Regions from separate parts of the Sus scrofa genome. Here region 2 is linked to region 1. Evidence: chromatin contacts called from public HiChIP or PLAC-seq data. All regions are on one chromosome and are shown on one strand. The core of a region is the stretch at or near the end of the contact, and the rest is flanking DNA. Distances in the headings are between cores, read along the strand shown.

The links. HiChIP or PLAC-seq counts read pairs in DNA pulled down with a chosen protein or histone mark.
Region 2: a contact with region 1 is called in an H3K27ac HiChIP or PLAC-seq map of skeletal muscle, with 3 times the contacts expected there. The contact joins two enhancer-like sites. A contact is called at or near these places in 14 of 47 Hi-C or Micro-C datasets (alveolar macrophages, embryonic fibroblasts, epiblast stem cells and 9 more) and 1 of 2 datasets of contacts at active chromatin or transcription factors (skeletal muscle).

Annotation. Positions count from the first base shown.
Region 1 is chr8:87,401,616-87,407,512 of Sscrofa11.1, forward strand. No RefSeq gene overlaps it. Among named protein-coding and RNA genes, the nearest start is that of MGST2, 10 kb to the left of the region's middle. Within about 2 kb of position 3,031, at least 8 of the 83 cell types and tissues checked have an H3K27ac peak or open chromatin away from gene starts, as enhancers often do. A contact at or near this core is called in skeletal muscle, where this site is marked.
Region 2 is chr8:87,515,751-87,521,237 of Sscrofa11.1, forward strand. SETD7 (histone-lysine N-methyltransferase SETD7) reads left to right here. Exons shown (of 9, transcript XR_002346776.1): 8 at 317-474. Among named protein-coding and RNA genes, the nearest start is that of SETD7, 40 kb to the left of the region's middle. Within about 2 kb of position 1,946, at least 6 of the 83 cell types and tissues checked have an H3K27ac peak or open chromatin away from gene starts, as enhancers often do. A contact at or near this core is called in skeletal muscle, where this site is marked.

The sequences.
Region 1 (5,897 bases), core at 1,781-4,280:
AGAGATTGTCTGTGGTGAATGTCCTAGCCCATACTCCCTAAAGCTACAGAGCCCGAGGCTAGGCTTACATGCTTTTGCTTTATTTGGACGGAACAATACCAGGGCAGCAAGAGGGAGGAAAGGGAAGTGAGGCAGAATGAAGAGAAGCGTGCGTTTTCACCAGGACCCCTGCTTCAAATGAGCCATGACAAGACACAGCAACCACCCCTCTCCCCCACCCGGGATGCCTTCAGATGGGCTGTTGGAGTACCTGCACCTCAGAATAGCCCTCTGGAGAGAGGAAAGGAGAACATATCTCCTATATCCCATCTCTCCTTGGTCAAAGTTCCCCTGTAGCCGTTTTAAGATTTCTTCCATCATGAGGTGGGACTACATCCTCTCTGTGACTCTGCACTGGCTTTCATCACGTACTTGTGGCCAGGGGAAGGCAGCGGAAGTGATGCTGTAGGGCTTCCGAGGCCAGGTCTGCCTTGTCACTGGAGCTCCTGTGCTTGGAGCCCTGGGCTCTCCTCTAAGGAGTGGACACAGTCCTGGGCTGAATCTCAGGCCACCAAGAGCAGGGCTCTGCTTGACAGTTCCAACCACAGACCCAGGTAACAGCCAGCATGAACTGCCCGACCTGCAAATGAAGATACGTTCAGATGATTCTAACCCACAAGCACAGCAATGTCTCCCAGCTCCAGCCTCAGAGAGGGAGGAGCAGAGACCAGCCAGTCCTACAGCATCCTACTGACCCCCGCACCCAGGAGTCTAATTAAGTGGTTGTTTCAAGCCTCTGGACTTTGGGGTGATGTGATCCACCCAAGCAGTTCCTGGAACACTCCTTTTACAAGTCAATGACACAGCCTTCCAGGCTGCATCATTGGGCCCCTCTGACACCTGTACCCTGCAGTTCAGCACTTCAGACAGGAGCCAGGGACACCAGGGCTCTGATTGGTGGTCTTCAGATGGCAGATTGCAGATACCCCACAGGGAGTCAGTCAGCCACAGTGGAGCCAAGGTGGAGCACGTGGCTGAGGATTCAGGAGAGAGATGAAGTCAAGAGCACTGGGCAGGGCGTGCTAAGAGGTCTGATAAAGGGGTGCAGTAGAGTGAAGGCAGGAGTTAAGGATTCTCACCTTCCTGGTTTCTGACTTGAGCAACCAGGTAGATTCATGATTTTCATGTAAACCATTAGTGTAAGTTCGTGAGAGAGGAATTGAATAAAAAGAGGGGGCTCAGTTTGAAGTGCCTATGTATCCAAAGATGGTCAAGGTCATTGATCTTAAGACTCCAGGGCCCCAAGAGGGTTTAAGAGCCCATCCCTGAGTCTTCTTTCCAGTGGAGTGAATATTTTCCAGGTCTTTGGTTGGGACCCTTGCCTAGCTGAATCCTGTATTTCAAGGCTCGTGTGCTAGAGAAAGCAGAGGTATCACTAAGAAAGAACACAGCCTCTGCCAGGGCGGCCATAGATAAACACATGCCCTATATCCCCATGCTGACAGAAGAGAGACCATCTTTCTTTTTTAAATGTGTGGGGAAAATATTTTAGTTACCTTCAAAGATGTGAAACCCTTTCTCGGCCTGAAACACTCCTCCTCCTTCTCACTTTTAACCCAAATGGCCAATGTTCTATGTAGTCCTAATGTTAGCCTGTTTTGCATTATGTGTTTGATAATTGGTGCCTTTGACTGATGTTCTTGTTAATGTTGCTTTAGTTCACAGACTTGTAATATTCTTAGGCCTGGAGGAGATTTCAAAAAGAAATAATATAAAGCAACCCCCTATGCCTGGATGCCTGAGGTGATGGGACCCTGCTGTCCCTGATCACAGGTAGGCAGGGTCTTCTTCTGAAACAAGAAGTCAAGGTCAGGTCTGAGAACACCAGGCCTGATTCCTGTGCGGGCAGAGGGGTCTCCCAGTCCCAGATGAAACTCCTTTGACCCACCCTATCCTGTTCTCACAACGCATTCCAGATCCCCCTCCCCAGCCCACTGCTGAAATTAAAAAGGCAGTGCCTGCAGCAGTAATCATTTTTTGATTATTTACACAATCATGTAAGGGGCACCACATTCCTGTTGTGGGGGCCTTTATTACAATAATCCTACAAAATCCCTCTGGTGTCACCCACATTTTTTACAAGAAGAAACTGAGGAAGTTCCCGTCTTGGCGCAGTGGTTAACGAATCCGACTAGGAACCATGAAGTTGCGGGTTCGATCCCTGCCTTGCTCAGTGGGTTAAGGATCCAGCGTTGCCGTGAGCTGTGGTGTAGATCGCAGACGCGGCTCGGATCCCGCGTTGCTGTGGCTCTGGCGTAGGCTGGTGGCTACGGCTCCAATTAGACCCCTAGCCTGGGAATCTCCATATGCCGCGGAAGCGGCCCTAGAAAAAGGCAAAAAAGACCAAAAAAAAAAAAGAAAGAAAGAAAGAAACTGAGGCACAAAGAGATTCATAAACTTGCCCAAGATTGTGTAACTAAGTGATACCAAGAGTTCACTTTTAGCCCCAGTCCAGTGGTCTTGGCACTATCTCTCTCTTCCCTAAGAGCTTTTTGTATCCAACCCCTCTGTTACTCTCAAAGAATAGAAGGCGTTTCTCTGAGTTTTGGGGAGATAGAGCTGTGTGCCCAAGATCCACTGTACCTCTCCCATATCGCCACCAGATGGCGCAGTGAGCGCTAACATCCTTTCCATCCTTGGCGCTTGGCTAGACCGACAAGGGTGGCGCGAACAGCTGCAGGGAGCATGTCAAAACAGAGTTCTATTTAGGAAAGCGGGGCCTTCCTGCCTGGCCCTGTTTCCCATCGGGATCCTTGGTTGGCTCTCCACAGACTATAAATGAATTTGCTTTTTTCTTGCTTCCCCATCCTACTGCTAACCCACATCTCTGATTCTATTTTCTCTCCGTCCCTGACACCAGGGCACAAGTCCCACCCACAGCAGGGAATAGTGTGTCTTGAAGAGAGAGGGCAGCAGGCTGGCTGGGTGGGCCAGGGAGTCGAGGTCTACAGTCAGTCCCCAGGGTGACTGGTGGACCATTTTCTACACAGACCAGGAGCCCAACACCGTGCACACTCCAGCATTCACCCGACCCCCACACCTGGTCCAAGGGACCTGTCTTAGTCCGCTCAGCTGCCATAACAAAGTATCAGGGGGCTGACATCCAAGATCAAGGTGAGGACAATTTGTTTTCTTCTGAGCCCTCTCTCCTAGGCTTGCAGGTGGCCTCCATCTCACTGTGTCCCCACATGGCCATTTCCCTGTGTGCCCTACTCTCCTCTTTTCATAAGGACACCAGTCGGGTTGGATTAGGGTCGCACAAGCAGCCTCATTTTATTTTATTTGTGTGTGTGTTACTATTCTTTTTTTTAATTGAGGTATAATTGACTTACAATGTTGTGTTCAAGTGTTCAGCAAAGTGACTCAATTACATTTTTTTCAGATTCTTTTCCATTATAAGTTATTACAAAATATTGACTATAGTTCCCTGTGTTATACTGTAAATCCTATTGCTTATCTATTTTAGTATAATAGTTTGTATCTGTCAATCCCATGCACCTAATTTATCTCCCCTTCTTTCCCCTTTTGTAAGCATAAATTCATTTTCTGTGTCTGTGAGTCTGTTTTATATTCAGATTCATTCACATTGTTTTTTAGATTCCACATGTAAGTGATATTATATAGTATTTGACTTCACTTGTTAGGATAATCTCTATGTCCATCCATGTAGCTGCAAATGGCATTACTTCATTCTTTTTTATGGCTGAGTAATATTCCATTGTATATATGTACTACCTCTTTACCCATTCCTATATGGATGGACATTAAGCTTGCTTCCATGTCTTAGCAATTATAAATAGTGGTGCTATGAACATTGGGGTGTCTGTGCGTTTTGAGTCAGAGTTCTCATCTTTCCTTTTTTTCATTTTCTAAGGAACCTCCATACTGTTTTCCACAGTCAGCCTCATTTTATTTTAACTGCCTCTTTAAAGGTCCCATCTCCAAATACAGTCACATCCTGAGATACTGGCGCTGGGCCTTCATATATGAATTTCAGGGTGGATGCAATTCAGTCCGTAACAGGATCCAATCACTAATATTTAAAAACCTTGAGGGCAGAATTTTGTGCTTAATTTTCACCCCAAGAGGTCACAGGCAAAGTCATAGGTCACAATGGGTTCATGGCCTTCATCACTGTGTGATGTTAAGGATGAATACGGCTCAAACAGTCCACGTAATTGCCAAATGGCCCGTCCTGGGGCTTACATGGTAGCCCCGATGGATCTGGTTTGGGGTCTCTAACTGACGAACCAAGTAGACGATCACCAGCCTCTGCTTCTCTATGAAGAGCTGGTTCCCCTCTTCTCTTTCTTTTGAACACCCCCAAACGCAGCACACTCCCAGAGCCCATTCTCTGGAGTCTTTCTGCCTGAGAGAAGGCTCTTGGATGGCAAACTGGATATGCATGACACACCCTGGGGGGCTGTAGGGATGACAGAGTGGCCCCAGGTTGAAAGATTAGGCCAGAGAGTCTGTTCAATCTGGGAGTGCCCCCAGGACAGGTTTTGTGGAGCCTCATTCAGAAGAAAGTCAGAGAATTAAGAAATCCCAAAGAAGAAGTCGCTTCCCAGGGCAAAAAATGGTAATGGAGCAGCAAGAGAAATGCCTCATCAGAGAATAAAGAAAGCAGCTCCCGTTTGCCAGCGGCTGAACATGGCTGGGGGTTGGGGACCGGGTCACCCTCAGCTGGGGAAGACTCATTTGACACCAATGGGTCTCCAGCACCGGCTTTTTCTTAAACTGCTCTGCTGTCCCCTCAGAGGTAAAGCTAACCCTGGTTTGATAACCCAAATAATTCTCAACCCAGTCCCTATTCAGCCCTCTCCAGGGTGCCTTGCCTCCCTCAAGACATAAGATTTTTGTATTCGTGTGTTAGATCATGGCCATGTAGAGTTATACGATGCTGGAGCCACAGTGGAGCATATGCAATAATTGTGAGTCCAGCCTTATAGTCCAGGCTGTGTTTGGGGAGACGTATCTCCGGGAGGGAAGACAAATCTGTATCCACAATAAGTGTCTATTTCAGTGATAATAAATTATTGCCCTTTCCATTAAGAAAGTAATCTTTACCTGAATAGACATTCCTCCAAAGAAGATATACAGATGGCCAACAGCACATGAAAAAATGCTCAACATCACTGATCATTAGAGAAATGCAAATCAAAACTACTATGAGATACCACCGCACACCATTCAGAATGGCCATCTTTAACAAGTCAACAAATAACAAATGCTGGCGAGGGTGTGGAGAAAAGGGAACCCTCCTACACTGTTGGTGGGAGTGTAAACTGGCACAACCACTATGGAAAACAGTATGGAGGTTCCTTAGAAAACTATACATAGAACTACCATATGACCCAGCAATCCCACTCTTGGGCATATATCCGGACAAAACTTTTCTTAAAAAAGACACATGCACCCACATGTTCATAGCAGCACTATTCACAATAGCCAAGACATGGAAACAATGTAAATGTCCATTGACGGATGAACGGTTTAAGATGTGTATAGGAGTACCCATCATGGCACAGCGGAAACGCATCCAACTGGGAACCATGAGGTTGTGGGTTCGATCCCTGGCCTCACTCAGTGGATTAAGGATCTGGTGTTGCCATGAGCTGTGGTGTAGGTTGAAGACATGGCTTGGATCCTGCATTGCTGTGGCTGTGGCGTAGGCCAGCAGCTACAGATTAGACCCTTAGCCTGGAACCTCCATATGCCTTGGGTGAGGCCCTAAAAGGACAAAAGACAAAAAAAAAAAAAAAAGATGTGGTATATATACACAATGGAATACTACTCAGCCATAAAAAAACAAAATAATGCCATTTGCAGCAACATGGATGGAATTAGAGACTCCC
Region 2 (5,487 bases), core at 696-3,195, 110 kb after region 1:
TACCCTCAAGGCCATCTTTGGCTCATTTACGTAACACTCACTGCTTTTAGTTCAGGACATGTGATATTTTTGTGTCTTTGTAAAGATCTTCAAATCCTTTACTGGCATAAGACAGGAGAAAATCTGTAGTGGGTTGAGCTGCCTACCTATGCCCTTCGCACCTTCAGCCTGCGGGGTCTACACCTCGGAGGTGCAAGGGGGCCCATAGGCTCTTTTCATGTACATGGCATTCAAACCCTGAAGTTCAAGGATAAATGAGTTAATATCTCAGCTCCTGGAAGGTCCTTTCTAAAGTTCACTTTCTTGTTCTTTTCAGGTTGACAGCAGGGACTGGGCTCTTAATGGGAACACCCTCTCCCTCGATGAAGAAACGGTCATTGACGTGCCTGAGCCCTACAACCATGTATCCAAGTACTGTGCCTCCTTGGGACACAAGGCAAATCACTCCTTCACTCCAAACTGCATCTATGACATGTGAGTAGGACACCAAGCTGCCAGCCACCGGGGCGGATCCGGCTCGAGGCCCCTAGAATGAGGAGGACATCTAAAAGGTGTTTTGCTGCCCCGAGCAAGGTGCTCCCTCAGGGTATCTTAGGGTCGTCTGCCAGGGCCTTGAGGTTGCCTTGAAACTCAGAATTGAAACAGCCCCACTCTTTGGCCTTGGCAGGCAGGCCAAGAAATGGAAAAAGTGCTTTGGAGAGTAGAAATGCTGTTGGAATGCTGGACTTAGCGGTTGCTGTTTTATTGTGGCTTTTTTGTCTCCAGTTGTCTCATTCTGGAAAATTAAGGATAGTGTTATTTGAAGTAATTGGACAAGTTGAAATGATGCTGCACAGTGGAGATTAGGGCATTCTTTTATGATCTGAAAGAAAGGAGGACAATAAAATCCTAAACCTGGGGCATGAGGTCACAGTGTCGGGGGGAAAAAACCTTTAAAATCAGAGAGTCTGTGTCATTTGAAAACCAAGAGGGGTGTAATACTGGCACGTGCTACAACATGGACGTGCCTCGAAATCATGCTAAGTGCAAGAAGCCCATCACCAGAGACCACGAAACGTGTGACTCCATTTATGTGAATAGTTCTCTATAGCCACAGAGACAGGGCATAGATCAGTGGTTGCCTAGGGCTGGGGGCAGGGAAGGCTAATGAGTAGAGATGTTCCTTTGGAGGGTGATGAAAGCTTCTCAACTTAGTAGTGATGGTTGCAAAACTGACAACTACTGAATTGTACACTTTCAATGGATGAATTTTACAAGATGTGAATTACATCTCAGCGAAGCTGTTATTTTTCATTTTCGGCCACCCTGCTGCATATGGAGTTCCTGGGCCAGGGATCAGATCCAAGCCCAAGTCACAACCACTGCCACAGGTGCAGCAATGCCAGATCCTTAACCCACTGTGCTGGCCAGGGGATCAAACCCATGCCTCAGTGCTCCCAAGCCACTGTCGATCCCACTGCACCACAGCAGGACCTGAAGCTGTTATTTTTTTAAAAAATCAAATAATCCTACCTCCCTCTTGGCCTGAGCACCCCCCGCCCCGCCATTGTGCATTGCACCCCTTATTGGAAAACCTCCAGAATGAGAACCTTGCCGTTATCCCTGGAGGCCGCTGTCTGGACAAACATATAGACACTCTGGAATTAGCTGTTGGGCTCTGATGAGTAGAAAGTTCTTTCTATTGAGCCCAAATGGGTTGCCCTGTAACATCCAGCCCTAATTCTTGGCCCTAATTCTCCCTCTTTCTCTCTTGTGTACAATGTACACAATCTCTTTTCCATGTAGTGGCCCTACAACTATCTTCATAGTTTTCCCGTGCTGCCTGAATGCTCTCTTCCAGAAGTCAAGTGTCTCTGATGCATCCTTAGAGGATACAGCTGAGAGTCTATGGCGTTGTTGACCCTGGCTCAGCCCAAGAGTGCCACTTCCTCCTAGGAGCCGGGCAGCTGTGTGCAGCTTTTCCTGCCCAGCTGTAGTTTGCTGTCCTCCAGTCCTCTGGCTTGTTAACATAAGCAGGATCAGATCATGTGCATTTAATCTGCAGGGAAATTGCCAGGGTTTGCGTGTTCCTTCTTGCACCCCTGAGATGGCTTTAAAGTTGTTCTGGCAGTGACTTGCTCTCCTTGGCAGCCAGTAACAAGTACTGAAGCTACAACTTCTGTTTAAAGGGCGGGTAGAAACAGAAAAGGACATGTGTCATGTGAAATGAAACTGACACTGTTATTAACTCTGAGGCTTTCACGGCTGATGTGAATTAGGCCAAAGCATCATTCCAGGCTGCACACAGCTCAGCGACAACCCTTTAAAGCAGTGGCAGCTAATGATAATAAATGCTACTTAGGATGCTCCTTAAAATAAGTTCTGGAATTTCACAATGACGACATGATTTTTCTTATCAAAAAGAAGAGCACAGGAGACAAGAGAGAGACCCACTGGTGCAAAATCAAGTCCATCTTCAGAGTTTTTTTTTTCAAGTCCAATGTGAACTATGAATTATTTGGGGTTATAGGGAGACTACCTGAGTAACAGTCAGAACATTCAGGAGGAGTTCCCATCATGGCACAGTGGAAAAGAATACGACTAGGAACTGTGAGGTTGCGGTTTCAATCCCTGGCCTTGCTCAGTGGGTTAAGGATCTGGCGTTGCCACGAGCTATGGTGTAGGTCGAAGATGCAGCTCGGATCTGGCATTGCTGTGGCTGTGGCATAGGCCAGCAGCTACAGCTCATTAGACCCCTAGCCTGGGAACCTCCATATGCCATGGGTGCAGGCCTCGAAAGACAAAAAGACCAAAAAAAAAAAAAAAAAAAAACCCACAAAAAAACATTCAGGACTTCCCATTGTGGCTCAGCAGAAACAAATCTTACTAGTATCCATGAGGACGCAGGTTCGATCCCTGGCCTCACTCAGTGGGATAAGGATCTGGCGTTGCCATGAGCTGTGGTATAGGTTGCAGACGTGGCTCCAACCTGGCATTGCTGTGGCTGTGGTGTAGGCCAGTGGCTACAGCTCGATTCGACCCCTAGCCTAGAAACCTCCAAAAAAAAGATATAACATTCAGATACCAATTCATGGCATTCATTTGTTTCTAAAATCATTGCTACCATTGGGCATACTTTAACGTAAACAGAACAACACTTCTGTAAGCTGTTTTAACCATAATCTGGTACAATGTGCCAGATGGACAGATAGATAGGAACTACTTGCCTTGCTGTAAGTATAGGTAACTTGTTGACAAGAGACCAAACTGCATGGCCCAGAGGTTTGGTCTGAGGGCTGATCATGTGGCCAGCGTTTCCTGAGTACTTCCTCCAGGTGGATGCTGAGCAAAGGCTTCTGTGCACGTGGCCATTCAATCCTCCCAGTAACTCTGTGGGGCAGCTCTTATTACTGCTGATCCCAGCTCACCCACAGGAAGTGCAGGGCTCTTGTCAGAGTCGCTAAGTGCTCTTAACCGTGGTGCCACTTTGAAGAATCAGCACCTGGGACTGAATTCATTTCCTACTCTTGGAAAATAATGGCAATGAGCAAGAAAATAAAAACACAAGAGGATGATAAGGAAAGTCTTAGGTTTCTCGTGGGATTTTTTCAGTGTGCTAGAAGGTTAACTAGAGCTCCATTATTGAAGTATAATTGGTTTTGTGTTGTGTTAGTTTCAGGTGTACAGCAGAGTGATTTAGTTTTATACATATATGTATGTGTGAACATATAAATATATTCTTTTTCAGATTCTTTTCCATTATAGGTTATTACAAGATCTTGAGTATAGTTCCCTGTGCTACACAGCAGGTCCTTGTTATTTATCTATTTTATATATAGTAGTATGTATCTGTGAATTCCAGATTCCTAATTTATCCCTCCCTGACACTTCCTCTTCGGTAACCATAAGTTCGTTTTCCATGTCTGTGAGTCTGTTTCTATTTTGCAAATAAGGTCATTTGCATTGTTTTTGGGATTCCACATATAAGTGCTATCATAGGACATTTTGTCTTTCCTTTTCTGACTTACTTCACATGATATGATCATCTCTAGGTCCACTCATGTTGCTGTAAATGGCATTACTGCATTCTTTTTCGTGGCTGAGTAATATTCTGCTGTGAGGAATATTATTTTTTTATGAAGTATTTTAATTTAGGGACATGGAGTTGTGGTTTTAATGAGTTCCCAAACCCTGGTCTGCGGATGTCCTGTGTGATGGGGTACACACAGTCTGAGGATTCTGTGCCCGTGCACTCCATGTGCTTGCTTACACACGCAGGAACTGAATGAGTGGCACCCTCACTTGGTGTCAGGGACTGGGGGCGGTGCTTTACTTACGGAGCCTGTTTCGTCGCCACGACCCTTGGAGGATAGGGATTCCTAGTGTTATCATGATGTTGCAGTTGAGGAAAGATGAGCTGCAGATGAGATTCAGAGACACAGGTGAGCTTTCCAGAGGGAGGCTCTAATAATGTGTGGATCCAGATCAAGGTGTGCTTTCCAAGAAATAGAACACCCAAGGAGGGTGGACATAGAGGCCCTCTTGGAGTGGGCGAGGGCGTGGCTGTTCCTTTTCCCCCCACACGAAAGATGCCCCTTGGAGTTCCCTTGTGGTGCAGCAATTAAGGATCCAGGGGTGTGGCCAAAACAAAAAAAAAAAGATGCCCCTACACCACGGACACATTCCTTTCACCATGTGCTGACCTTCTTGCCCCAGGTGCCATCTGACTTAGGGCCTAGGACCTTCTTAGGTGTTTCAGTGTCCTTTGTTCAAAGTGAGACTATAGATGAATGAGATTGATTTGACTGGATGCATGCAAAAATAAAGTTTCTTTCTGGCAGTGTCTTCCATATTAGGGGAGACGAGTCTATTAATACTTGTTTAGCTCCTGTTCTCTGCAGGGAGCTGTGCAGGTGAGCAGGGGTGGAGGAGGAACGTAATCACAGCCTTAGGCCAGACTCAGGGAGGTTCTAAGAGAACTGATGAGCCACTGCTGTCTTCACAGGACACGTCAGAGGGAAATGTGAAAGCAGCGGGATGGCAGGGAGAGCTAGGCTTCCCTCCTGGAAAGGAGTTGTCACCTACTTTTATGCTAGAAAACAACTCTTCCTTTATAGCTGCAGGATGGAATATAGTGTTTTTGTCTTTGAAAACCCACAAGCCTTTCTTAAAATTCCCAGAGTGCCCTGGCCAAGCCTTCCCTTTGGTATCCAATGCCACAGGCCAGCTGAGCCCAAATGCCAACAGGCTGCACAAGGTCTGATTTCTCATTATAGACAGACTTTTGTCATAGATCCTGAGTTGTTGATTTATAAACACAGAGTGGCAAATATGCCTCAAAAGGAAGATGGAGTCGTGCTTTTTTTTTTTTTTTTTTTTCTTTTTAGGGCCGAATCTATGGCGTATGGAAGTTCCCAGATTAGAGGTATAATCGGAGCTACAGCTGCTGGCCTACCCCACAGCTCACGGCAACGCCAGATCCTTAACCCACGGAGGATTGAACCCAAA